Regions from separate parts of the Macaca mulatta genome. Here region 2 is linked to region 1. Evidence: chromatin contacts called from public Hi-C data. All regions are on one chromosome and are shown on one strand. Each heading gives the region's core, a stretch centred on a gene start, on an enhancer-like site or on the middle of the called end of the contact. The rest is flanking DNA. Distances are from core to core; before and after follow the strand shown.

The links. A called contact is a pair of places that touch in the nucleus more often than the background predicts.
Region 2: a Hi-C map of CD4 T cells shows a contact between it and region 1, with 3 times the contacts expected there. The contact joins the promoter of NUP107 here to the enhancer-like site in region 1. A contact is called at or near these places in 4 of 14 Hi-C or Micro-C datasets (CD4 T cells, blood, cortical neurons and 1 more).

The regions. Positions count from the first base shown.
Region 1 is chr11:75,484,068-75,488,918 of T2T-MMU8v2.0, forward strand. No RefSeq gene overlaps it. Among named protein-coding and RNA genes, the nearest start is that of MDM1, 34 kb to the left of the region's middle. Within about 2 kb of position 2,959, at least 20 of the 40 cell types and tissues checked have an H3K27ac peak or open chromatin away from gene starts, as enhancers often do. A contact at or near this core is called in CD4 T cells, blood and cortical neurons, where this site is marked.
Region 2 is chr11:75,809,107-75,814,140 of T2T-MMU8v2.0, forward strand. It overlaps NUP107 (nucleoporin 107), which reads left to right and starts at 1,505. Exons shown (of 28, transcript NM_001261486.1): 1 at 1,505-1,593; 2 at 3,511-3,602; 3 at 4,083-4,169. The coding sequence starts at 1,586.

The DNA of each region.
Region 1 (4,851 bases), core at 1,709-4,208:
AGTCTACAGCCAACTCAGCATAGCCATCCGGCATCCTCCTCATCCATCACCTGCATGTCTCCCCAAGGTGCTAAGCAATGACCTTCCTCCATGAACACTGAGGCTCATTTTCTTCTTTGAGGCTCATTGCTATGTTCTCAACTCCAGACAGTAGTATGTCCTTCAGCTTCAAACTTGTCAAAAAAAATCCATAAATCAATCAGCAAACATTTATTAATCATCTCCCACATTCAAGGAACTGTGATGGATGTTTCAGGGATGTCAAGAAATATAAAATGTGGTTTCCAAACTCTAAGAGTTTATTGTCTAGTTAGAGAACTAAAACACATAAAAATTCAAAAGATGGAACCATACAAGTAGAATACTTAAAAGTACCAAATTAAGAGGTTAAGGGGGAAGAGACAATATTTATCAAATGGCTGTGCACTGTGCTAGGTGCTTCACGTGTCCATTTCACTTAATCATCCTTCCAGTTCCACTTTGAACTCCATTTTATAGGCTTCGAGGTGAAGAAAGTTGCCTAAAATCACACAGATGGTCATGGCAGAGCCTGCATTTAAACCAAAGTAGTCTGATTCCAAGGCGCTGCTCTTCTGACTCAAGCTTTGTCTTCCCAATATATATGATGGTCCTCAAAGAAAGTAAGTGCTCTAAGGATTAATTGAAACAAGTTATCACTTTGAGTGTTAACATAAGGCATCATGAACAGGATATGAAATTTGAGAAAAGCTTTAACGGGTTTAAAAACCCAAGGATGAGTAGAATGTTCTAAGGTAAAAGGAAGGAAGAAAAATCTACTTCAATGTGTAAGAAAGCGCCTGTACTACAGTGTAGAGATGGAAGAGCCCAAGCTGCTGAGAAATTCATTCGGTATTGTGACTGATCCGGTTGCCTGCTCATCTCAGTGCAGGTATACAGCATGGTCCTGGAAGTGCAGAGGTGCATCAGGGACCAGGCAACCCACGAATAAGTGGGCTCTTCTTGGGAGGCAGTATTCCTGCACATACAATAGGAAAAGCATGGGCCAAACATCTCCAAGCCTTGTATCTCCCCAGGGATTCTTGCTGTACGTCAAGGGCCCATCATACAAGACCAACAATTTTACTTAATTATCGGTAATGAATATATCAAAATGAACATGTAGATATTCTGGAGCAGAATCCAGCATTAACATGGATTTTGTTAGTACAAGGTATTAATGTAATGCCATGCTTGTAATGGGCCCCATGAGCTCTGGCCCAGACAGCTGGGATTCATAGTTTGTTCTCCTCTGCCATTGGGGGTTTCCCAGGGTGAGGATTGAGAGGTGCCGGTATGGAGGAGACACACATGTGGCATAGCACATGATACTGTGGAGGCAAAAATAGAGGAAAAGAGGGTCTATAATGGCCCTCCAGATCTCCATGTTCTGATGTCTCTTGTCATCCATACTCTCATGTTGTTTATTTCTTGCATTGACTAATGAATAAAGCTCTCATTAGGAACATTCCATGCATTGCTAGGTCCTGATAGTCATCTTTGACTTTGCACTTTGTCTCCTATCCCACATCTGTTCCATCAGCAAATCCTATTGTCTCTACCTTGTGAGTGTACCCAGAATCCAACAGCGTCCCCACCTGTACTGCCAATGCCCCAGCCCAACGTTCACCATCACTCCTCTGCTTCATCACCACCATGGCCGCCCAGTTGGCATCCCTACCTCTGCCCTTGCCTGAGAGAGTCTACTCTCCACAGCAGCTGGGGTGCTCATGTGAAAACATGCATCACATCATGAGGCTGCTCTGCTCCATGCCCCCAGGAACAGGCTATCCCCCTCAGACTAAAAGCCCAGGACCTCCAAATGGCCTACAAGGCCCCACCGGTCCTTTCCAATCACCCCATCTGTCCTCCCTTCTCTCACCATTACCCAGCCACATTGCCTGTTTACTGTTTCTGAGGAAGGCACCTCCGTCCTCAGGGCTCTTGTACATTCTGTTCATTTTCCCTGACACACCCTTCCTCAGATAGCCATGTGACATTACCCCTTCGGTCTCCAGACCTTGGCTCAAGTGTCACTTTTTCAGGGAGACCTTCCCTAACCATCCCCAACATGCTCTGCTATCTGCTCTGCTATCAACATCTGACAATCCACTTATTAAACATGTTTATTGCCTGCCTCCCTCCACCAAAATGTCAGTTCCATGAGGGTGAGGATTGTTATTTCATTCATTCCCAGCTCCTTGAGCAAAACCTGATGCATCATTGGCATGCAACAAATAATAGTCGAATGAATTCATCTACCTGGTAGTCCTTGGCTGGAAAAAGTTTTTGATTTTTTGTCTTTATGAAACTAAACTACCTGCCAAAAAGACAAAGAGAAATTGCATTTAAATAAAACTTAAAACAAGTTGCAGAATTTGCATAGCATAATCTCATTTTCAGTTTTTAAATTATATGTGTGGGCATATATTATTGAACACTAACTGTATGCTAGCAGCATGATAAACAGACTATACATGGGTTATGTACTATACTCTTATATAAATGTTCATAATTGCATAATAAAAGCACTGGAAAACACACACCAAACTGTTAGCAAGTGGGAGTGAGGTTTGAGGGAGTGAGGGAAGACTAGCTTTTACTTTACACCATTCTTCATTAATTGAATGCTTTACAATGGAAATATTTTATAAATACAAAAAGAAAAACATCTGAAGAAACAATATCAGCGCCATCTCTATTGAACATTTTTCATCTTGCAGTTTTAACTTCTCACAGAATCCTTTCCTTTGGACTTGACGACTCTGGGCCTGTGCTAATTGCAGTCTCTCAGGAATTCCTCCTTGGCGACCATAGAAAATATTACAGGTGTCTGTGCTACCCAGAAAGCAAAGGGTTGTGGTGCTTTCTTTTTTCTTTTGAGTTCCATTGCAGTTGGTACAGTGATGAAATGAGAAATATTACACACAAGATTGCCACAATCCTCATTTTTGGCCTATCTTTATGTCCCACACATTCTTTTAAGATTTCTATCGCCTCAGTGTTGTCGATTTCCACACCCACAGCCTAACAAGGTGGTGCAATCGCCCTTTGCCACGCCCCAGAGCAACAGAAGGATGCTGCCCTGCTGCAGTTTCACAGCACACAGGGTCTTTCCGCTTCAGCTGGACAGAGGCCCCGCCAGGCCGTAGGGAGGATTCCGAAGGTCTCTCTGCAGAGGCCCGGCCTCTCAGACCGAAAAGGCTCCACCCAGGCAGCAAAGGACACTGTATGTGGGGCAGTCGGCCTGGGCCCCATGGCTCGTGTTTGTTGCCGAGTTGGGCAATGTGGGCTGCGGTTCACAGGGCAACACAGACTTCACCACCTATCACATCGGGGCTGGTGCAGCTGAGAAGGGCTGCTTCTTGCCTCTTGGTGACCACGCTCTCTCCCAGGCTGGGCCCACAGGAAGTCGGGCCGGGAAGGGAGGAGGCACTGCAAGCTGTGGGAACCACACCGGCTCCTTCACTGCTGACAAAGATCTACTCCACCCCCACTGAGAAACTAGCTCAGAACCAGCTTTCCTCCTCCTCCGCAGCCCTCATGCCCTGAATGACTGACTTGGGGGATGTTTACACTCATTTTTTTCATACTTAAGGGGGTGTAGGTGCCAGATCAACTTGTTCACCACTCAGACCGCACACAAGCAGCCTTACGTTGAAACTTGTTCAACCTCCAGTAATCAAGTCATGCAAGTGGAGAAAACTAGATAGCATTGCACATACACATATACATACACAGGCATATATAGACACATATATATCCATACATATGTGTGTGTGTGTGCGCGATGTTATCTAGTTTTCTCTTTATATATATTTAAAAATTACGTATATATATACACACACACACATATATATAGTTTTAATGCTAATAGTGCTTGCCAAATGCTTGGTTTCAGTTGACTGCTGGCAGAGTGTACAACCTTGGTACAACCTCTCTGAAAGGCACTTTGACAACAGATACCAAAAGCCTTCATATTCACAGTAATTCCACTTCAAGAATTTAATCTAAAGAAACGTAAAATGTATATACAAGGTTGTTCCTTCTAAGGTTACATCTACAAGTATAGACTAAAGCCATTCAAAATAATCTTTTGGAAGGCTTTTAAGGGCATAAAAAAGTCACCATAATAAATGAAAAGCCCTACACTTATATAAAAATGGACATAGTCTCATGTAAAAATATGTGTGTGCATATGTATATATGCATGTGAGTGTTTCTGTGTACAAAGAGAGAAGGAGCACTTCCTTTCTCTTGAACTAACCTCTGCCCTTGGCTTCCAATCACTGCATTCTTTCCTAGTTTTCTTCTAGTCTACTGGCTGCTCCTTTGTTCTCCCATGTTGCATCCTTCTCCTCTTCCCAACCAATCCATATTGGAGGGCTCAGTCTCCGTCCTCAGACCTCCTGGCCATCTACATGTCACTCCTGAGACCATCTCCTCTACATTCTCTCTATGCCGATAATCTGCCAGATAAAATCTCCCTGCCCATCCTCTTCCCCTAAGCTCCCGACTAGAAATCCTTGCTTAGGTGTGAAATTCTTACTTGGCCTTCTTATATCCAAAATGGAACTCTTGATTTCCATTACTGTCTCCTTCCCCTCACACACACACACACCTGCTTCCATCTCATTGTTTCCCATCTCAGTAAATGGATCATCCTTTCACCAGAGATGGGACTAGAAACCAGGGCATCATATGCTTGATGCCTTCCTTCTTCTCTCATACCTTACGTTCCAACCCATTAGTAGCAAGTCCTTTTGTCTCTATGTTCAAAATATGCACCAAATCCAGCCCCTCTCCTCATCAGCACTGCCCACTCCTCTGCCA
Region 2 (5,034 bases), core at 255-2,754, 320 kb after region 1:
AAATATTTTTAAAAAACGGGGTTGGGGGGCAGGCATGGTGGTGCGTGCCTGTGGTCCCAGCAACCTCAGGTACTAGGGAGGCTGAGGTAGAAGGATTGCTAGAGCCCAGGAGGTCAAGGCTGCAGTGAGCCATGACTGTGCCACTGCACTTGAGCCGGGACAATAGAGCAAGACCCTGTCTCAAAAAAAAAAAAAAAAAAAAAAGAAGGAAAGAAGGAAGGAAACATAATTTAAAAAATCAAGTCCAAAAAAAAGCAAGCAAGAAGAAGAAGAAGAAAAAAGCTCAGCACTGTCACAAGGAATATATGACAAGAAAAGCTGGCAATTTCTATATACCTGTGAAATCCAAATTGTCACTTGCCTTAAGGTATCAATGGTGTGATCCCAAAAGTCTGTCAAAACCTCTTCACTTTCCCCAGATCTTCCATGGCACCTCTGCTAAACTCAAGGCTTCAGTTAACACGCTGACTATTGTGGAACCATACATCGCATAGAGTACCTGAACCTGAAATCAATAAATGAACTGATCTACAAATTGGTTATGGCAAAACCAATAAACAAATTACCTTAACAGATAACTCTTTGATTGATAGATTTCTTGATAAATATGGCATCATCTGACTGGAGAATCTGATTCATGAGATCTATGCTGTTGAAAAACTCTTCAAGTTCCTGTGATCCTTCAAATTATCTTCTCCACGAGGGAGAATGACTACCTATTCTGTATTACTAAAAAGTACAAATGCCAGCAACAGAAAAGACCATATCAACAGGCTTATTAAACGGATAAACTGAAGCATCTAACGTTATTTTTGTAATCTGGTCAGTTAATAGCCAGTCGCTACTTTCAAACTGGAAAAAACAAAAACCGAAACAAAAATGTGACTGACTCCCTCAAGACCAAAATATACCACTTTTTGCCTAGACGGCACTTTGAAATAGAGGGCAATACCATCATGTTTTACGCTTGCCTTTCTACTTTTTAATACAGGTGAACTGTTTCTCCTTAATAGAAAAGAATACCAAGTAAAGAACAAATAGCAGTTATGGAAAACAGTTTCAAAAACTGCAGGGGGCTAGAGAACAAAGGACTGAGTGTAGGGAGAGAGATAAGAGATTCCCGAGGTGTGGGGCAGAGCCCACGCATCTGAATTCCAAGAACAGGCGCTTTCTGACAGAGAATACCAGGAAATGACTTCACGTCTTTCCAGACTATCAACATGCTTCATTTTTCCCAGTAGGAGAACCCAGGGCCTGTTCCACGCCCACAGACGTTGGTCAGGCAAAGCGGCCGCAAGGCGTCTGGGCTAAACGCAACCAGGTCCCGCCCCCGGCCCTGTCTGGTCCAGCCAGGCACACATTGGCAAGCTTTTGCGCCTGCGCCCACCGGGCCGGCACCTGTAGGCTGAAGTCGCCCATGCGCTAGATGGGAACGTCGTTTCTTCTCCCCTACCCCTTTTCTGTGGGGCTATTTTAGGGAGAGACTGCTTCCGGGTCGAAGGGCTTGCTTCCGGAGAGCGGGAAGGGTAAAACGCGGTAGCTAAACTGGAGTCGACATTTATTCTGTGTGGAAAAGGCTTTAGCCATGGACAGGTCAGTTCTGATGATGGCAGCTGAACCCAAAGCCTTGCCCCTCTCGCCTGTTGGCGAAACGAAATAGGTGAAACTAGACTCCCAGAAGAAGCCAAGGAGGTCCCGGGTGCTTCCCCTAAGACTCCTTCCCCATGCCGGGAAATTTGGCTACAAATGGGGAAAGGCCGCTTGGCCTGCGTCGGGTGGGGTACGGATCATAATGGTCCCCTACATTCCCACTACGTTCTGCGATCTATTCGGCGCTTTGGGGCAGCAACACTGATCGCTCCTGGGGTGGGCGGGGTAGGTAGCCCGGCGTTCGAAATGCTAAGTGACCAGCCTGTGATCACAAAGCCAGTCAGTGAAGATACTGGGATCTCAGCTCAGACTTTCTGATTACAAGTGCTAGCATCAGATACTGAGTTCCCTCTGTGATCTGGGTACTGTGCTAGCCGCCTGCAACAAAGATCAGTTATTCAAGATCCTTCACCTCGGGGAATTAGTTGTGTAGTGGAGACAACCAAGCGGTATAAAGTGATAAGTGTTTGGGGGCGATTAAGTCTCCCTGTCACTCTATCAGAAAGACCTCTCAAAGACGGTAACTTTCTAGCTGGTCTTTGCATAATAATAGTACATTATTCGTACTCCAAACATTGAGTACCTACTATATGACTGCCATTGTTGGCTTTGAATATATATTATCAGTTTATTTAATCTTCAGAACAAGAGCAATCCTATGAGGATAGGTACTGTTATCCCTTTTTCATGTATAATACTGAGACTAAAAGAGGTTAAGGAATTTGCTGAAAGTTAGGAAGCTAATAAATACAAGAACCAAATTGCCAACCTGCCTCTGTGTGTCTCCAGCCTACCTGAGGCTCTTTGAGGAGTAATTAGTTGTTGACCAGGTGCCCAAGGGGGCAAATGTAGGTCTTTGTAAAAGAAACATATTCAAAGGTGCTAGTATATGAAAAACAAAAGTACATGTAGCTCAGTGGTCACATGCAGTATATGTTTAGAGTGATGTTTGTGGCTGAATAGAAGACTGAACGCCTAAACTGGGGTCACATTGTAAATATCATTTTAGGAAATTTGCACTTCTATAAACCAGAGAGAGCTATCTGTAGGTTTTTTGTTTGTTTTGTTTTTTAATTTTAATTATTAAACATTTAAAATTTTTTCTATGGGGTTGTTTCCCATACTTTCCTGCTGAAGGAATATCTGAAGGTTTTAAGTGGAGGAAAAGCATATTAGATTCTTGTCTTAAACACAGGCCTTTTAGTCCACACAATTTAGTTTCTAGACCTTTGAGTGAAACTGACAGAGTGTTGTGATGGGACAGGAGACCTCTTTGGTTGAAATAACTTGAAGGGTCATTTTGCTACAATTTACCAGAATTTTTTTACTTACTCTTCTATCTCACAAGCTCTGTTTGTTGTTGTGGTTGTATCTCACAAGCTCTGGTTGTTGTTGTTGTCTGGTGGTGGTTGTTGTCTGGTTGTTGTTGTTTGTTTTTTAATAGTACCCATGGTTTAAAGCATTTTGGATTCTGCAGAAAATCTTTGAAGAGAGAATTCCTGCAATTAGGTAACTTCTCAATCCAACCAGGGAAATAAGATTCACTTTTATGAAGCAATTACCTAAAACAGTGTTATAATATAGATTCCAAGTGTTGAAATAATTCTTTAGGAGAAAATAACATAGTGAGTACTAGAAAGTCAGAGAAATCTTTGTGCAGGTAACATTTGAGTAAGACTTTGAAGAATAAGCAGGATTTGGAGCCACGAGTGCATTCTCAGCAAAAGATCCAAGACTTGGCTACTGGAATGACCTATATCTTAACTTACTCAGGGTCCTTTACTCCAGCTGTGATGATAAAATTCTTTACAAATGCTATATTCTCGTTTCACTTATATAAGCTTGATTATACTACTTTAGGAGTGGCTTTGGAGATATATCATCCCCTGTAATCCGGGAGGCAGAGGTGACACGGACTGCACGGAAACAGAGTGCTCAAAAAAGAGTTTTAAGTATCCTTTGCGATTTAAGCATCATTATAAAAATTGTAACATGTTTGGAATCAGTGTTATAGAATTTTCTTTTTATAAGAGTATTAAATGTTAGCTATAATAAAATCCTGTAGAAATTTTTTTCACTCCACAGAGCTGTCATTAGGTAAATATAATGCAAAAATTTAATAAGATTATATTTCCTTAAAAATAAAGATATTTCTTACTGCTGACTATCATATTGTGGTTAGCTTCTGCTGAGATTTTTATTATTTGAAAACTGACTAAAAACATTTAGTTCAGTGTGTAGTTATCTAAGACTGACGTCTGAGAATTTAAATGGCAGAAGGAATGGGTTATTTACCCTTTGCATTGAAAAATGGTAGCCGTAAAATACCTTGTTCTTGAAAAATGTATTCACATAATTTGTATAGTAAAAAGATGGTTAATTCTCATTTTAATCTTTTCTACATGGAAAACTTTTCTTAACTCATTGTACAGTTCAGGCATCTCAAGATGAAAGTTTCGGTAATACTACACCAAGAAACCAGGTTATCCCTCGAACTCCTAGCTCATTTCGACAGCCTTGTAAGACTTTTTTGCTTTTAAAGCATTTAATAATAATGATAATTATAATAGCAACTAACATTTATTGTAACATGATAAGTATAGTATTTGGTTACAATATCAATAAACACTAATAATAATGATTGCAGTTATTATTTGTTTGAACTCTTGCCATGTACAAGGTACTGTACTTTCCATAAACACACAGTAACTATGACATAGGTATCGTTAGCTCTATTTTACCGAAACTGAACGCGAGACTTAGAGAAGTTAACTAATATAGGCAGTAAGTATGTAAATAGGCTGGATGCAGTGGCCCATGCCTATAATCTCAACACTTTGGGAGGCCAAGGTAGGCGGATCACTTAAGGCCAGGAGTTCAAGACTAGCTTGGCCAACATGTGAAACCCTGTCTCTACTAAAAATACAAAAATTAGCTGGCGTGGTGGCGCATGCCCATAATCCTAGCTACTCAGGAGGCTGAGGCAGGAGAATTGCTTGAACCCAGGAGGCAGAGGTTGCACTGAGCTGAGATTGTGCCACTGTACTCCAGCTGGGGTGACAGAACAAGACTAGTATGTAAATAGTGGAACTGGGATTCAAACAATGATCTGTTTACTCCAAAGTTTATGCCCACTGTACTACACTGCCTTGGTATGCCTTATAAAATTAAAATATGAAGAATCCATTGACTGATTAGTGGCTTTAACTGCTCAGTTAGGCTATAATGAAAGCATCTGCAATTGCAGTAAAATTTTTCCTGTTAGGCTCAGTAGTACTTACAGCTCAAATTTAGAAAAATAATTTAAATCCTTGTATCATGGAAATGTTAGCATTTAAAGTATTTATTTGGTTAGAGTACAGTAAAAATTTATTCTTCATTGTT